2 separate regions of the Mus musculus genome follow, and region 2 is linked to region 1. A link is a contact called in public Hi-C data. All regions are on one chromosome and are shown on one strand. Each heading gives the region's core, a stretch centred on a gene start, on an enhancer-like site or on the middle of the called end of the contact. The rest is flanking DNA. Distances are from core to core; before and after follow the strand shown. Region 1 has its middle 27 kb from the start of A330001L22Rik. Region 2 overlaps Kcnma1 (potassium large conductance calcium-activated channel, subfamily M, alpha member 1).

Region 1 (4,805 bases), core at 1,667-4,166:
AGGCATGGAGAATTCCAGGCCTTCGCTACTTCCTCTGTGTATCAGCTTTTATTTTACATCACTTGTATCTAAGTACGTGACAGAAGCAAGTTTGGAGAAGAGAGGTTTACTGGGCTCCTGGGCACGGGGTTTTGTGGTGAAGGGGAGGGTACACTAGAGCCCAAGACAACAGCCTGCCCAGGAGGTTCCATAGCCCTCAATGGACTGGAAAGTAGAGCTGGGGCTGCACTGTGTCAGACCCTTGAGAGCTGGAGAGATAGAGCAGCAGATAAAAGCACTTGCTTTTGCAGAGGCTCAATACTCACACTGGGTAGCTCCCCAGGTCTGCAATTCCAGCTCCAGGAGATCCAATGCCCTTCTCTGGACTCCATGAACACTCCTATACACATGGCGTGTGCACCTCCCCACACACTATAAACATAATAAGTATAAATGTTGAAGGCTGAGGAGAAGGTCCCGCGGTTAAGAGCACACACTGATCTTGCAGCGGAATTCATTCCTCAGCATTTGACATATGAGGTAGCTTACAACCCCCCTGTAACTCCAGCTCTGGAGGTTCCAACACATCTTCTGGACTTTGTGGTATGGGCACCTACACAGGACAATTTAAATACATTTTAAAAAGGTCATTAACAGACCCTGCCAAACATTTTCTCCAGCTAGACCCCACCTCATAAAACTACAACTTCGCCAAGTTGGGGAGAAAGCACTCAAACAGAAGAAGTTCTATAGGGTAGCTTCATATCCACACATTTATTCAGGAAGGTACCCCCTGCGACTTTTGCCCATGTCCCACCACAGTCTGCTTTGCTTCCTCAGGGCAATGGAAGCACCGGGTCATACCAGTTTGCCAATTGCTTCTTGATCGTCTCAGGAGGAATCATACCACTTATGTCCCACTAAATAGATAAGCTCTCTAAGGATGGCCTTTCATGATCCTAACTGGGCTCATTGAGAAGGATGGGCTGGACCCTACATGGCTACATAGCTGGCTGACCTACAATACACAAGTCTAGGGCCACAGGACCTCTTATGGCAAATGCCAGGGAAGGGTATGGACTATAGGGTATAGAAGGATGGTGCTGGAAGCCTCTGCCATCAGTTGAGAGAGTTGGAGCTCATGGGCGATCCCAGACCAGAGGAAGGTTTCCTAACAGGTTGAGCAAAGCTAAGGCTGGTTAGATACAAAAATTAGTGGTGGGAAAAAAAATGGGAAAATTAGTCTGGGTTATTTAAAAAGTTATTAGAAATCCATTGGGCTGGAGCGATGGCTCTGAAGCTAAGAGCACTGGCTGCTCTTCCAGAAGACCCAGGCTCAATCCCCAGCACCTATATGGTGGCTCACAGCCAATTACAATTCTAGTTTCAGGAGATGAGATGACTCCTTTTGGCCTCTGTGAATACCAGGTATACACATGGTTTGCAGACTTACACACAGGCATCACACACACACACACACACACACACACTCTAACAAAAATTTAAAAAGTTACTGGACATCCAAAGATAAGATATGCTAAAGGAAACCATCTTGTGTGGTGAAGTGATGCCCTGTAGGCTCCTTTTGTGGCCAAAAGCAGCTTTGCTAAGGAGAGATTGAACCCAGGGAGCAGGATTCCATCCTGGAGGACAGTACTGTCAATGGTTATTAAGGTGAAGTTGGCTCCTCTTGGGAGATATATCTGTGATATATGGCTATAGACACATATCTCTGAACAGAGCCCCTTTCTCCCTGCCCAGCCTAAGGCTGGAGAGAGGGCCGTGATGCCAGGCCTCTCTCCAATGCCTGGGGTTTTCCAAATGGGGGCAATTATCTATGTTAAGTTTTTGTTTTGAGACAAGGTATTAAGTAATGAAGATTGTCCTTATACTAATGGTATAATGAGGCTGGCCTTGAACTCCTGATCTTCCTGTCTCCATCTCCCCATGCTGGCATTACAGGAATGTGGCACCATCCCCTATATTTGGTTTTTTAAAAGGAGAAGTGGTTAGTCAGGACCAGAGTTCAGTTCCCAGTACCCTGTTAGACAGCTGAGTATCACTACCTGATACTCAGGCTCCAGGGGTTCTACTACTGTCTTCTGGCTTCCTTGTACAACTGCATGCACAGGCTTGTTGTACATGTACACAGGCACATACATATACATATGAAACATGCATGTACACATATACAGGCACACACATCTACATATAAATAAATAATTTTTATTTTTTTAGAAAAGTGATTCTTTGGTACTTGCTACATTTCTATTTGTGTGTGTGTGTGTGTGTGTGCGCGCGCGCGCATGCGTGTGTTTATGTTTCAGTTCAAGGGAAGTGTGACTAAACCCCAGTGGAAGTGCAGCTTTTTAGGGCCAGTGTCTTTATCACCGGGATTTCTCTGGACTCATCCTAACCCCACCACTCAGTGTCTAGGTAACCTCCCAGGCAAGTTCCTTAATCTCTCTGTGCCTCCACACTCAGGAACAACATGGCTCCATTCCATTTCCTGCTCACTTCCTCACTCCTGGGGTCACTTCCCAAATAAGCTGCCTGCTCACCTCCTCCTCTCAGAAGCTGCTCCTGCCAAACGAAGGAAAACTAATTGTGTGACCAAAGTGAGATCATTTTCCACAGTTGGCCGCCATGCGGTGCATAATAAGCAAGGCCCACGCACAGCCCAGAACGTACCAGAACATTTGCTTCATTAGGAATCAGCTCTCCCCTCCGGCTCAGAAGATGATGGACCTCCATTCCCCTCCCCCATGCAGAAGGTCTTGTAGGTAAGAGCTTGGTGACACGACCTCCCTCTGGCTCCTCTCACCAACCGTCTGTTCCTAATAACCCCACCCACGCACTAGAGCGGCTCTGACTTGATATTGCAGGACGCTGTCACTTGAAATTAATTGCAACTAATTAAAAATGATCCGGTTAGGACAATCGCACAATGGCGCTCCGGAGACCGCTTCATTCCCAGAGGTTTAGTGGCGTTCGTGGCTGCTGCAGTCCGGGTCTGCCGGATGGGGCCATATATCATCGTGTCATTTTACATTGTTATTTCTCTGAAAGCCGCAATTTAAAAGAGTCTCAGATGAACCATGAGCAACTTCGTGCTAAAAAGAAAAATGTTACTGTCCGAGATCTGAAAAATATAACTTATAGGCTCAAAGCAGCCTCTTGACATGAAAAGCAGTCTTAAGTTGGTGCTCTGATTTGCATATAATATATAATGCTGTAGTTAAAGGACCTACAAAACAGGCGGTGGCTTTGGAGCATCGATCCTCTGCCCCTTTGTTCAAACTGGGTCACTTACTGTTCCTGGTCTTCATTTCATCATGGGCATTCCTCACATAAGGAAATGGGTTGGCATCTGACCTCCCCAAGTTCCTGGGGGACCTAGGGTCCCTTCCCTCTGGTTTGGAAGGTTTATCCCATTTGGCCTACACTGGTCGCAGAAGCAGCAGTGCTCAAGGGAAGATCCATTTTTCAGGCATTGGTGTAGGGGATTGGTTAGCATTGGGATATTCAGCTGTGCTAAGCTGTTGAGCAGCCCTCACCTCCATGGGCCAGGAAAGGTGATTGGAGTGGATTTGGGCGTTGTGTTTTTTGTGATAATATGTCACTGGCTTCCCATCTAGCTTTTCATGGTATCCGTGAGCCTTTCCTTACAGAGCAGGATAGACATGGACTTTGTTTTTTGTTTTTAGATTTATTTATCTGTGGATTTTATGTGTATGGGCATTTTGTCTGCATGCACATCTCCACACCAGAAGAGGGCACTGGATTCCATGGGACTACAGTTATACATGGCTGCGAGCCATCATGTTAGTGCTGGGGACTGAACCAGGTCCTCTGGAAGAGCAGCTAGTGCTCTTAACCACTGAGCCGTCTCGTCTCTCCAGCCCAGAAGCAAGCTTTTGAGCAGAAGAAAGGGTACTAGAAAAGTGCCTTTCATTACTACTTTTTAAAAATGCTCTGGCTCCTTTTATAATTTCTTTAAAACAAACAAACAAACAAACAAACAAACAAACACAACACAACACATCTCTGCAAAACCGAGACAGGAAGTTAAAAGAACAAAACATTAGGACAGATACAGCAATGCATGTCTATAATATTAGCACTTGGGAGGCTGAGTCAGGAGGATTTTGGATTCAAGGCTAGCCTGGGCTAAATAGTAAGTTCTAAGATAGCTTGGGATATGTAGCTAGACCCCATGACAAATAAAATTCAACAAACAAACAAAAATTTAGAATGATCAGGATGATTAAGAATAGCTGGCTGTGGCCACACAGACCTGCAATTCATGTACTTAGGCAGAGGCAGAGGCAGAGGCAGAGGCAGAGGCAGAGGCAGAGGCAGAGGCAGAGGCAGAGGCAGAGGCAGAGGCAGAGGCAGAGGCAGAGGCAGAGGCAGAGGCAGAGGCAGAGGCAGAGGCAGAGGCAGAGGCAGAGAGGCAGAGAGGCAGAGAGGCAGAGGCAGAGGCAGAGAGGCAGAGGCAGAGAGGCGAGGCAGGGCAAATAAAGACCTAGACAGGTAAGTATCAAGGGCAGGTACATGCACAAAGTATATATGCAAGCCAAATTTTCCTTTATTTTTATATTTTATCTTTGTGTGTGCCTGATGTGTGCAATATGCATGTGTGTGTCTGTGTAAATTTGTGCATGTGTGGAAATCAGAAAACAACCTCATGTGTCAGCTTATGCCTTCCACCTTGAGACTAGGTGTCTCCCCCCCCCCCTTTTTTTTCCTGTTTTTTTTTTTTTTTCTCTGCTGTGTACACCAGGCCAGCTGGCCTATAGGTGTCCCCACCTCCACCTTCCTGA
Region 2 (4,805 bases), core at 838-3,337, 1.4 Mb after region 1:
AATCTCCAAAAGACATCAAAAAAATGAGAATGACAAGTTAAGCTAGATAAACAAGACAGATTTACCCTCAAATATGTAATACACAAGTTATATAAACCTAGCCATACAAAAGAATTATATGACAATGTCACATCAGAGATCAATACACACCCCAGACAGTCAGTCTTACCCAGTGGGACCTTCACAGAAAATAAGTTTAGAGACAAGAATGAGATGGGAAGACATACCAGCCTGGGTTTCTGTGTGCCCAAAGATCATGGTCCTCTGCGGATACACACAGTTGAGAATAATGTAGAAATGGGCAATAATAAAGTGTGGAGAGACCAGAGGGTGGAAGCAACGAGTAAAGCAAAGACCTTGAAAATACTAATATAAGGATTCTAAGAGGATCACTGTGAATGGAACAACCAGGGTACCTGAGCACACAGCTAAAGAGTCTTGGATAGATACATGCTATAAAACTTCACATCCCGAATGACAGACTTTGGACAATACCTGAGCAAGTCAGATCATCTTAAACTTTTTTCCCCTTTATTCTGGTGGGTGGGAAGTAAACTCGTTGGAGAAAATGATGAAACCCTGCCTAGCTCAGCCCAATTTCCTTCAGGCTGCTACAAAGTTACACTTATAACTTTGTCCAAGATAAGACATATTAGAAGCGCATACAACCTAAGTGCAGGGGTCTGCCATGGACATTTCTTATCCCGAGCAGGGGAACTGATGGCAAGATAAAGTTACTGAACCTCTTGGAGAAGGGTTCTGTGGGTTATAGGAAGCTGATGTCTTACTGAGTGATCAACCTATCCTTGACTCTCAGCTTGTTGTTTCCTGTCGTCTGGGCAGAGATCTGGAAGGGAGGCCAGCAGGGACCAGCTTTTACTGAAAACTAATGACAATTGTTTTCTGAAAAGTCATTGTCAACAAAATCAGTTCTTGGAAGTAGAGTCCTGGACAGGGAACTGCTTCCCCACCATGTGCTGTGTGGTTTGGTCGGATTAATAACACTTTGTAAACCACACAGGCAAGGCAAAGAGTGTCCAGCACTGGCCAGCGCCCACCACTTATACCTGGAAGTTTCAAAAGCCCAGCACAGAAATGTCCTAATGGACGCTCAAAGTTAATGAATTAAAATTATTATTCATTTACAACATAAGTAAAGTATATCTTCCAAGTTACTAACAGGTAGAATACTAAAGAAAATAGGTAAATTATTCTCTCAATAAAAATGTCTGTCTCGTAAACAAGGCAGTATTTATCACATGTTGTACTTTTCTTTTTCTTTCTTTCTTTTTTTTTTTTTAAAGATGTATCTTTGGTTTAAAAAATAAATTTGAAAATAGGCTATACATATAGATAGAAGAAATAAACAGTTGTTGCCTATAGTTATGTTTTTAAAAAGTATTTAATATTTATTTTGGTAGTCTTATTTGGCTCATTGATAATGCCCAGGTTGAAAAACAAATCACTTTTTCTAAAAATAATTTTACTGAAATCTAAAACAAGACATAAAAATAAACCCTTATGCCATGTGTCAGGACTGACTTCTGGCCCCATAGAGAAAAGCAACACCCATTGGTGAACATGGATTCTAACTTGGTAATTCTTTGTGAGACAGCATCAAGTTGGAATTATTTTCAGACGGATATTAATCCAGTCTATTTATTAACTTTATAAACATGCCCTCCATATCCTGATGGGTACTGTGGGAATTAACCTGTATAACCAATAGATTAAAGACATGGCCATTCCACTCAGCAACAGCGGGAGGGTGGTGGGGAGGCAACTGGAGGCTGACTCTGCTTTCTGGGTCTTTGTCTTTTAAATTCAGTGAATGTTTACTTAGCTGGAACTTTCTCCAAGTGAGCATTAGACTGGGCAAATTGGATTTAAAAGAAATATCGCAAGTTGAGAGGTGTTGTTTTAATGGATGCATATCTCTTGCAAAAAGAGTTTCAGATATCCATCTTAGAGAAATAAAGGAGAATCAAGAGAAAGAGAAAAGGCAGGAAGTGAGGCAGGAGGATAGGCATTTAGAGGCCATCTGGGAGGGAGCATTTCATTTATAGGGTTGCAGTGCCACCTTCTGGTTACTTCATATTTCAAGTCCCCCTGATCTGAGGCCATCTATCTCACAATCTAAGCCTCAATGTGCAGCTGTACAACTGCAGTTCTCCAGCGCTGTTATACGTAAGAATTTTATTGCCCGTCAGCAGATTTCTAACCCACTGGTTGAAGTTTAATAATCTTCTGTTACCTGAAGTATAGGTTATATAAAAACCTAGCATGCTAATTGTTGACAAACCAATTCTAATACACAAAGCTCTGTAACTCACCCAGTAAATACCCAAATACATCAACAGAGAGAGCTCCTTTTTGTTCTAACAGTGTGCTATTAATACAACTGATCATTTAACATGAGATTCACAACGCGCATTTCAAAATATGGAGGAATCAGGGGCAAGGCTTCCCCTTATTAACTTCTCCTTTATTTACAATTGAGAAAGAAAAGAACATTCTCTCCTCCCCCTCCCCACTCCCCCCATTTTTGGAGAACAAGTTCCTTGACCACAATGCCATTTGGGAAATATGTTGATATAGCAAAGTCTGAATTATAAATACCTTATAGGCGTTTATATAAATACCTTCCATCTATAAGATGTTATATGGTTTTGCATGGTGATGAGGAAGTTGTGGGGAAGATATGTCACCGATACTGTGGGCAGAGAAACACTACCTGTCATTTTCTCTGGGGGGGGGGGGGAGATCACCGAGACGACGTGATAGCAAAGGAACACAATAAAGAGGAGAAGCCGGGATGTGATAGTGTGTCTGATTATATCTGCAAAGGAAACTGTGAAATAAATTAACACCAAGTACCCATGAGATGCGGATGGTAGCTCCACAGCCAGCAGTTGCTGTGCATCAGGGGAGGTTTCTGTTCAGTAGTAAGAGAACTAAAGTGCAGGTAGGCTGTGAATCTGGTGGTGATAACTAATGGCCACGCCACTTAAGACTCGGATTAGATCTCTAACAGGGGGAAAAATAAGAATAATAAAAGACTCTAAAGGACAGAAGAATGCAATAGGGTTTGTATTTTCACTCAGAAAATATAAACCCCAAATGGGATCAAAGGGGCCCAAGAAATGAAAAATGACAATTCCTCTGTCGACCCTGATCTTATCTCAAGCCACACTATCACATGATAATGCTCTGGGGTTTAGGGGAGGGCAGAACTGTTCTTTGGGTGCCAAGGAAGCAGAAGAACATTATGACCCACTCGGCCGAGAGAAACACACTCTAATTTCAAAAAGTTATTGAGATTTAATCTCTAAGAACTGCAAAAATAGCTCAGGCAACAACCAAAAGGGTGGCTCTCAACACCTATATGAGTCTTTGTGGGTAGGGAAGTATATTGGAAAGGCAAGATTTCAGTACTTCCAGGAAGATGTCATGCTGAGGTCCTCCCAATCCAGACTTCAGCTTCCTAACACAAACACGCTGATTTTATCTACCGATTATTCCTCCTTGATTTAGCATTGAAACACCTTAATTGCGTTCCTTTGCTATCACGTCTCGGTGATCTTCCCTACCCCACCCCCAGAAAAAATGACAGGTAGTGTTTCTCTGCCCACAGCATCAGTGACATATCTTCCCCACAACTTCCTCATCACCATGTAAAACAATATAACATCTTATAGATGGAAGGTATTTATAATTCAGACTTTGCCATATCAACATTAAAAGCAATGGTGTCTGTCTAAAAAATTGCTTTACATCCTCCCCATGATCTGAGTAAGACACTTGGATCAAGAGGATCAAGGGTCGGAGGACCTCACTTGAGCACATAGTCGCTCCCACCAGCTACATGGGAATTTGGCCAGGAAGATCATAAACATTGGGAAATGGTGGCATTTGTCTGCCACATGCCCTGGCAATACAGAGTTACCATTGGAGTTCCCAGAAGGGGTGGAAAAATAGAAAAAGTGGGTGGGTGGGGGTTCTAAAGGGATCCTGAGCTCTCAAGATTTAAGCTGTGAGTTGACTCTACGTAGACAGAGGGATAAGCCAGTAGTCTAGGCAACTAGCTACAGCTGGAGCAAACCCTTCCTTAGGAGAAAAGTGGATGAATAAAAATCAATGAGGAATAACAGGTAGATAAAATCAGCATGTTTGCATTAGGAAGCTGAAGTCTGGATTGGAAGGACCTCAGCAGGACATCATCCTGGAAGTAGTGAAATCTCGCCTTTCCAATATACGTCTCTACCCACAAAGACTCAGGCAACCGAATGACAAACAAGGAAGGGAAGACAGCAGCATCTTTAGATCAACCACAGAATTCAAACACCACATGACTGTCAGCAGAAAGAATCAGAGAGCTGTGTTCCATTCACAAGAAGCAGAGATCAGTTCTAGAATGATCTAAGAGTTGTCCAGTGGCCTAAAGAACCAGCTATTCAGCCACAATTACATTCTTCACGACAATATAAGGAAGCATGAAGAAACATACGCTCAATGAACCATAAAGACATATTCTTGACAGTTTCCATGTCACTCCCAAAGTGTCTGCTGAATTTCTACTATTCTTGGCTATGGTGTGCTGTATGACCAGAGTTCAAGGACCACTCGTTTCTATAAAAACTCATGAAAGCTACCCTGCATTGGGTTTCTCTGGGCTTTTGCAGGCTTTCAGAGGAGACTTACCAATTCTGACTTGAGGCTTGGGTACAGCCAGCCAAGACAGCTTGCCAGAGCTGGCGATACTTGAAAACTGAACTGTGAAATCAGCGTCAGCTAAAGTCTCCCTG

The links. Hi-C and Micro-C count contacts between places; a contact is called where the count stands out from the background.
Region 2: a Hi-C map of stem cell-derived motor neurons shows a contact between it and region 1, with 3 times the contacts expected there. The contact joins two enhancer-like sites. A contact is called at or near these places in 3 of 39 promoter capture datasets (3T3-L1-derived adipocytes, pre-B cells and stem cell-derived epiblast-like cells), 5 of 15 datasets of contacts at CTCF or cohesin (the NIH/3T3 cell line, embryonic stem cells, large pre-B cells and 2 more), 77 of 484 Hi-C or Micro-C datasets (the AML12 cell line, B cells, the Ba/F3 cell line and 46 more), 5 of 115 datasets of contacts at active chromatin or transcription factors (differentiating embryonic stem cells, embryonic stem cells, large pre-B cells and 1 more) and 3 of 9 other capture datasets (embryonic stem cells, embryonic tail and embryonic trunk).

Annotation. Positions count from the first base shown.
Region 1 is chr14:21,960,020-21,964,824 of GRCm38.p6, forward strand. No RefSeq gene overlaps it. Among named protein-coding and RNA genes, the nearest start is that of A330001L22Rik, 27 kb to the right of the region's middle. Within about 2 kb of position 2,917, at least 6 of the 459 cell types and tissues checked have an H3K27ac peak or open chromatin away from gene starts, as enhancers often do. A contact at or near this core is called in stem cell-derived motor neurons, where this site is marked.
Region 2 is chr14:23,399,199-23,404,003 of GRCm38.p6, forward strand. All of the region lies in intron 19 of Kcnma1 (potassium large conductance calcium-activated channel, subfamily M, alpha member 1), which reads right to left. Among named protein-coding and RNA genes, the nearest start is that of 5430425E15Rik, 110 kb to the right of the region's middle. Within about 2 kb of position 2,088, at least 35 of the 459 cell types and tissues checked have an H3K27ac peak or open chromatin away from gene starts, as enhancers often do. A contact at or near this core is called in stem cell-derived motor neurons, where this site is marked.